Linked DNA regions of Arachis hypogaea: region 1 is linked to region 2. A link is a contact called in public Hi-C data. All regions are on one chromosome and are shown on one strand. Each heading gives the region's core, a stretch centred on a gene start, on an enhancer-like site or on the middle of the called end of the contact. The rest is flanking DNA. Distances are from core to core; before and after follow the strand shown.

Region 1 (4,411 bases), core at 677-3,176, 130 kb after region 2:
TTTAGAAAAAAATGTAGTTAATTCTGCAAAAAGAATGAGAAGAAAAATTATACAACTATTAGTAACAAAAAAGAATATGATTAATTTGTTATAGAAATTTTTTTTAATATTGCGTCAATCCGCATTGTTACTTAAGGTCCACATAAGCAACTTATATGTCATGTAGAGGATTCCATTAAATGCAAAGAAGTTCACCAACAAAGTCAACTTATCTCATAGCATCGAATAACTAGGGTTGTGATGGATTTTTTTCTTTTTTTTTAGAAACCTCAAGAAATTAAACCTAGAAATTTTGTAGGGCCATATTGAATATTTTCTCTAAATAAATACACCATCCATTCTATGAATAGCTAGTTAAACTTTTTTGTAAATATTTAAGGCTTTACCCCTAAAATTGTGTATAGTAAAATGTGGTAATATATTTTGATACTTTTACTTTTTTTCAAATGAATAAAACCAATTGTAACCACATTTTTCTTTCCTTCACCTATTTCTTTTTTCTTTCTCAAATACAAAATTTTGTCCAAATAACTTTTTCTCTAATAAATAAAAAAAATCATACATCTACGAATTTAGCTTTATACAAAAAATTCCACTACGAAATATTAATCGTTGTTATTTATATTGAACATCCAAGACGACTAAAAAAAGTGATCAATGAATCATTTGTGAAAATTAAAAAATCATTCTCCTACTAATTCGTTGCATGTTAAAACGAATTACATGTAAATTTTGAATTCGCCTTAAAGTGTAACGAATTACATAGAAATAAAATAAAACATTTAATTTATACGTACAAATTTTAATATATTTGTATAATATATGATGAAAACCATTTTATATAAGTAAATTATCCTTCAAAAAATCATCTCTAGCTATCAATCTAAAATACTTTTAAAAATATAGATTTTATTGCATTTTTTATAAATAAAATTTTAAAAAATGAGATATTATTTATATCTTTAAATTTATGATAATTTTATGCTAGTGGATTATGTTTCTAAGCTAATGGCCAAATATTAAAAAAAAAAGAGAAAAGGAAGGCTAGAGATCAATTGATCAAAATGAGATATACATTTATGCCTTTAAATTTATATATATATATATATATATATATATATATATATATATATATTATTTTACATAGCTTTACAGCAAAACAATAAACTATCCGAATAATAAACATTTTAAATATTACAATGAAAATTTTCACAAAAATATAAAAAAAATTTCTCATGAATACTAAATGTATATCCTTATTTATTAGTAATTAGCATAGTTATTTAAATAAATAATTATTCAAATCTTTTCAAAATATATTGAATCAAATACATGAATTATTGTTTGTTATTTCATTTACGCTAAAAATTTACTATAAATAAAAAAAGGTCTAAGATGCTAACATTTATTCAATAAAATTAACTTAAAAATCAGCTAACAATTGAAACATCGGAAAGAAACATTTGAAAGTAAAACAGTAAAAACGTAAAAAAAAATTCAAGCAAAAAAGAACATCTAAAAGTAAAAAAGACGAAACTAATTTATTGCTTAAAGTTTAATATTTATATTATAAAATTTATAATTTAAGATTTAAGATTTAGAGTGATTGCAGAGGATGATGAGAAAGAAAAAATAGTGGATGATTTGTGGTAATTAGTGAAATTATAGTATTGAGAGAAAAAAAATCTAAAGAGAAAAAAAGAATAAAGAAAAAATATTTTTTAAAACAGAAAAAAAATATAAGTGAGTGAACTTATTTGGTTATAACTCATTAATTATTGGGTGAAGTTGGCTTATTTTTATAGTACAAAATATAAATAATAACATAGCTCCTCTTCTTAGAAAAAAAAACGAAACAAGTAACAAAAAATCAGTTTAATCTCATTAGTAACAGTAACTACCTCTCTCCATTTAATTTGTCCTGTTTATCTTTTATTTTTATTTTTTTCTTTTTTGTGTAGAGTACTTACTCTCTAGCTAACTAAGTAGCCTCCCTTGTGAAAGAAACTGAACACGCTAAGTTGTATAGTGTGGTCTCTTTCCAGGTGGCGTAACTGACTTACCCCTTCTCCATCCAATTTTGTATAATACACACACTCACACACTCCCTTATCCTTTTTCTTTTTCTCCTTTTTATAATCAAACACCATTTATTTACATGGAGGATTTTTACATCAAGTTGAGCAACAATAATAATAACAATTTCGAAGCTTGTTCTTCGGAGGAGGATGTTGTTGTAACCGCTTCTAAGTTGCATCTAACAGAAGCTACTACGAGCGTGGGCGTGGGTAGTAACTACCTCCTTCAACTTGCAGCACCCGACCCAGATATGTCGGATCCGGTTATTAAGGCTCAGATCGCCAACCATCCCCGCTATCCCGATTTGCTCTCTGCTTACATTCAATGTCAAAAGGTTCTTTCAATTCCTTCCATTCTATTCTTTTTTATTACACACACTTCTATTTTAGGATTCCATAGAGTTTTAATCAATATCTATTCTTTTTGTTGTGGCTCCAAAAAGGTTGGAGCGCCGCCTGAAGTGGCCTCTCTGCTTGAAGAAATAAGCCGTGAAAGTCATCCAATGGATACTCGCCGCCGTCAGATTGGAGATGATCCTGAGCTTGATGATTTCATGGTATGTACTTTATTTTTTTTTTCTATATATAAAACAAAAATCTTTTTTTACACTAAAATCAGTCATTAAAATCAGTTATTAATATGTTTGTATATAAATACATGTGTAATTTAATTTATTTTCAATGTGTGTATTTATATTTGATTTTAGTGGCTGATTTTGATGTACACGTAACATAGTCCTTATTAATAATGTTATGTTAATTTAATTTTAATACATTATCAATATAAAATAATTTTATATGTATATTTAATTATATATCATCTTATAAAAAAATATCTTTTATATTGATTAGATTGATTATCTAACAAACTTTACGGATGTGATTAAACGATTATGTAAAATATTTCATCACGTTATTAATACATCAAAATTAATCACTAATGTAAATAATTGTTAAAAGCATACATGAGTGTAAATATGATTTAGTCTTTTAAACAAGCGATCGAAAATTAAAATTTGGTTTTAGCTAAGTATGGAAATGATCTCGTGTGTCCTTAAATTAATCGATTGATAATTTACGGCAAAGTGATTAGTCACTAAAACCAAAATCTTAAAAAGAGTGCTTGTATCCTTTTCCCGATCCCTAACGTGATTGATGTATCATGTGAATAAACACATAATATTCTGATGAATGATGAGGTTAATTAATTTGGATTAATGTAGGAATCATACTGTAATGTTCTTCATAAATACAAGGAGGAGCTGTCGAAGCCATTCAACGAAGCAACCTTGTTTTTGTGTAACATCGAATCACAACTCAGCAACCTTTGTAAGGGAACACTAACAATCTCTTTGGACACCAATAATAATCATCGATCCGGTAATGATTTCTTATTCTTATCAATATATGTTGTGTAAAATTCCAAGTTAGATATGTATGTATGTGTGGCCCTTTATCTTCGTTTATTGTATTAACATTTTGTTTTTAACTGAAGATGGATGAATATGGTGTGGCCCTCTAGTGTACGTTAAAGATGAACAAGTGTTGGAATTATTTAATTAAACTTTTGCATGGAGAGGCCCACCTTAGCAGTAACTTAAATGCTCAATTGGAATCTCTGACATCAAACAATAATTCATCATTTTTGCATTGCTTTGTGTATGTATAAACCGGCTTTCACAAACGAAGAAAATTAAACAAACATTGACATTAGGTTAAATTGTACTTGAACAATGTTTTAGGCTTTTGATTTTGGTAGAAACTCACCAACACCTAACTTCATACGTGATAGTTAAAAATTATTAGATTAAATATATTTAACTAAATTATCATATAACAACTTTCAATTATCACATTAAAAAAATGTATATGATCAATTTTCACCTTTAATTTTAGATCTTAAACTCATTGTATCAACTAATAATTAATATATTTGGAGTTAATTTTGTTAATTGGAAAACTCTTGGAGTCAGCATTTTTTGATAATTTTGACCATCATTTAACTAGTGCAAATATTAAATTATTTTTAATAGTTATTAATTTATGTATACAAATTTTAAAAAATATAAATATAAATTATATTAATTTTTATATACAAAATTTAGTAAATATAAATACAAATTATATATTTTTTATTATATAATATCTATAAATATAAGTGTAAATTATTATTAGTCCCAACAAAAATAATAATATTTGTTAATTATGTGTAGCATTGCTCTTGTTAATTATATATTCGAATCAGCAGGGTGTATATATATGGTATTAATATTTTTAATAACACATTTATTCCAAATACATTAAATACTTATAATATGTCTTTTGGAAAAACA
Region 2 (3,904 bases), core at 1,105-3,604:
AAGTGCACAACCTAATTGAGATTGGTCATAAAACACCGAACTTTATTACCTCCAGAATGTCTTAATAACTTCCTGCTTCTATATAATCAGGTTGATCCATTTTTGGGTATCAATGACGATCATCAAGTATATGCTAAGGTCCATGTGGATTTGAGAGAATATGGTACTGCTGCGGATAATCAGGTGGCCATGTCAGTATTATCTGATCTACGGAGCAGAATATGCAAATGTGATGAGATCATAAAGGATCACTTGGCTCAAAATTTAGCTAATATCACGGAGGTACTCTTATTTTATCCTGATACACTATTTGTCCGTGAATCATAACCCTTTGTATTTACTTTATCTCTGTGGTTTCTGTTTCTCAAGCTGCATAGAGATATCCTGACAACGCTACTCTCGGAGGCATTTAAGCCGGATGAGGAATTTGTTTATGGTCCTCAGTCAATTCTTGATCATAATAAGATGAATATTCATCCCCAGGATTCACTGTCGTTTGATGGGGTACGTTTTCTCATCTCTGTTTGCCTCAAGTTCACTAGAATTTGGAGAATCTAGAGATAGTGGATATTGTTATTCTGATTATGATCAGTATTTGAGAATATTTAGGGGGATACACAGGGGTATTAGGGTCTTTACACTACTGAGTCAGTTATGAATCTGTTGGTGATAGTTGTCCTTTCTTGGTAGGATTTTCCTTCTGGCTCAGGAGTTGAGGATGACACAATAAGCGAAGCATCTGTCTCAGACCTTTCTCGATTTGTTCCGAAGATGCCTCCATCCCCTTCTATGCCTCATGTTATAAGCATTGGACAGCTTATGGAATCGGTACTCTCTCTCATGTTTGTGTATTTATCATGAAAGAAGCTCCTTCTACACGTAAACTCGCTTAGTTTTGCATTTATTTATAAGTGGACTTAGTTTTCTTAATGATGCATTTGTTGAATGTGACTCACCAATGTTCCTATAGTAGCTCAATAAATAAGCACATCCACTGCTTTTCAGGCACTAGAGGTAGCTGGTCAAGTGGCAGGGTCGACCGTCTCGACCTCACCCCTTCCATACAACGCCATGGCCAGCCAGTGCGAGAAGCTCGGGACATATGCAAGGAAGAAGCTTTCGAATTGGCTGACTTTTGAGAATCATCATTGCAGTCCAGCTGCTGATAAATATCTTCCTCCAATATGTGATAACTGGAAATCAGCACTTGAAAAGGTTTGTTCTGTATCTAATTCTAATGTGTTCTACTGTCAATTTAATAAAATCACTGCAGATATGAAATAATTACTTTTTGCATATAATCATGGAATTTCGAAATGTTGTTGTACTTATAAACTATTTTTTAACCTAAAGTTTACGATTATATTATAATTTGTTAAAAGTGTATATTGGGTGCAGGAAGTGAAGAGTGGAGAGAATAGGCAAGTAGCGGCAGCGTCGCCGAGGGAGCCATGGCTGGCAATGAAGCTGCCTCCTGCTAGTCCCTTTGACAATTTCCTCAAGGCCGCTGGCTGTTAACATATTATGTTAAATCTTGTTTCTTTCTAATTAAGTGTGCTAACATTTTGTATAGGGCACTAACTAACACGCTAAACTTGAATTGAAGGGTGAATGCTCCTTGTAAGGGTTACTCAATTATCAATTCTAACTGCATTATTGTCTATGGAATGGTACTGTTTAGGTGGGGAAAGAGTGTTTTATATGTCACTCTTTCTTATTCTTATCTAAGACACGTCCTGTTATGAAGTCAACTGGATAGGGTTTCTTCAATTATTAATTACAATTAGTAGCACTATATGATGGCACATGTACGGATCCATAAGACCATATCTGCTATCAAGGATTGTGTAATTTAAACAGCTGTTTTTAATTATGGTGATGATTGTTAGAGTAGGGTTACCACTCCTACCATCATATTTAATGGGCAAGGCGGTGGTTAAATGTCAATGATTTTTGTTGTTTAAATAACATTTTTCTAAGCTGAACAAAACAATTGCACACTCCGAAGAGAAAAAAAGGCATCATTATTTTTTTTTCTCCTTTTCTAATAAATACCATTGAGCAGAAATCAATACATAATATAATCAAGTGTTTAGACTTGCATTGATTTATTTAAGTTAACAAGGTTGGCAAAACAGTTACTGATAAATGTGAAATTGAGTGTAATTTGAATATTAATAAACAATTCTTAATTAATAAGAAAAACTAGTGTATTAATTCAGTAATTCAATGAATTAAGGATATAATTGATAAATTAATAATAAATTTTGGATGGGGAGCAAAGACTGAGTCCAAGAACAAGACTACGCCATGTAAAAATTTATGGGCTGGGTCTACACTTGTGTTATGTAATACAGGTACTAGCTGACTGATTGAGTGAACGTGTGTGAGACTCAGTGTTTGAGAGGGAGAAAGGGAAAGAGAGAAAAAGAGAGAGTATAGAAAAATAAGGGGTTTTCAAATTATATATATGCGTGATATTTTAGTAATTGCATATTAATGGGTATTAGATACTCACGGGATGGGATCTCTTTTCGTGCCGTTGCGGGTGGAAAAATCTCCCCATATTCATTTTTTGATAGATAAATTTATCAAAATACTCGTCCTGTCGAAAAAAGTTACCATTTCTACTAGCTATTTTTGTCCCCATTCTAAAAGGTGTTTAAATGAGTTTTTCATATATGTAAAGTATTATAAATAAGAGTTGTTTATATATAATTTTGGTTAAAAGTTTTTAAGAAAGTAAAATGAGATCTTTATTTGTAGAAAGGAGGATGGAAAGGAAAAAAAAGTAGAATGACGAGAAAACATTAACCTTATTAAGCACCATGTCATACAAAGAGAATACACTAATGAGCAAAAATGAAGAACATATAAATTAAAATAAGGGTATTGCTATTGTAACCATTGAAAAAGAGAAAGTACCGAGCAACTATGTTATAACCCAACTCAATCAATTTTTCTATAATTTTTATTTTTTTTTGAAAAATTCATACACAAATTATCTTAATTTCAATTTACTCCTACTCACCACATAAAATCACAAACTCTAGTCGCTCTCTTCCAATAATCAATGTTGTGTTTTTCTTTTTCCAATATCCCACACTATCACGGTTTCATCGTGGCGCCTCCACCGCACTGCCGCAACATCGACAAGAGTTCGCGCGACTCCATTGTTGTTGCATACCGTCACAGCCTCCACTCACGGTGCATGCCTTGCGACGCAAATCAACACACTACAACGTCGTCACTTCATCGTCGCACCACCGCTTAGTCTTCTAGAGATCACTAGCCCCTCCTCCGTCACAAAACCAGTAGCCGCCGCCCCCACTGCCACTCACGAACCTACGCTCATACCCTTGTCCTCGTGTCGTCGTCCTCCATTGCGTCGTCGCTGTTGTGCCCTCCACCACCGTCGGTTTTTTGTGATTTGGATTTTTTCGATGTGATTTGAATGTTTTTTCAAGTAATTCGAATGTTTTTTGGTATAATTTGGATGTTTTTTTAGTATATTGTGGATGTTTTTTCATGTAAAGTGAATATTTTTTCTATAAAATTTGGATGTATTTTTTGACATAATTTAGATTTTTTGGTATATTATGAATGTTTTTTCATCCTTTAATAAAAAGTTTATTGAGGTTTAGAATGTGAATGTTTTTTTTTAAAAAAAACATCCACAACATTAAGAATAAATTTAATATAATTTAAATTTTTTTATATAATTTAAATATTTTTTTAATATATTGTAAATTTTTCTCCATGAATCTTAAAATACGTCCAAATAAGAGTTGATTGAAATTAGTTACATTTCTTATTAGTTAACAAAATTGATTATAAAAGAGGGACAATTTTTATTTTATTTTAATTGTTATCCCAAATCATCTTCTCCATAACTTTTTTTGTT

The links. Hi-C and Micro-C count contacts between places; a contact is called where the count stands out from the background.
Region 1: a Hi-C map of leaf shows a contact between it and region 2, with 1.7 times the contacts expected there. The contact joins the promoter of LOC112710724 here to the enhancer-like site in region 2. A contact is called at or near these places in 2 of 8 Hi-C or Micro-C datasets (leaf and an unstated tissue).

What each region holds. Positions count from the first base shown.
Region 1 is chr9:25,200,451-25,204,861 of arahy.Tifrunner.gnm2.J5K5, forward strand. It overlaps LOC112710724 (homeobox protein knotted-1-like 1), which reads left to right and starts at 1,927. Exons shown (of 5, transcript XM_025763113.3): 1 at 1,927-2,413; 2 at 2,522-2,635; 3 at 3,302-3,458. The coding sequence starts at 2,159.
Region 2 is chr9:25,069,122-25,073,025 of arahy.Tifrunner.gnm2.J5K5, forward strand. LOC112710723 (protein SEMI-ROLLED LEAF 2) reads left to right here. Exons shown (of 20, transcript XM_025763112.3): 16 at 91-282; 17 at 370-504; 18 at 691-828; 19 at 1,006-1,215; 20 at 1,399-1,873. The coding sequence ends at 1,518. Among protein-coding and RNA genes, the nearest start is that of LOC112710723, 8.8 kb to the left of the region's middle. Within about 2 kb of position 2,355, at least 2 of the 3 cell types and tissues checked have open chromatin away from gene starts, as enhancers often do.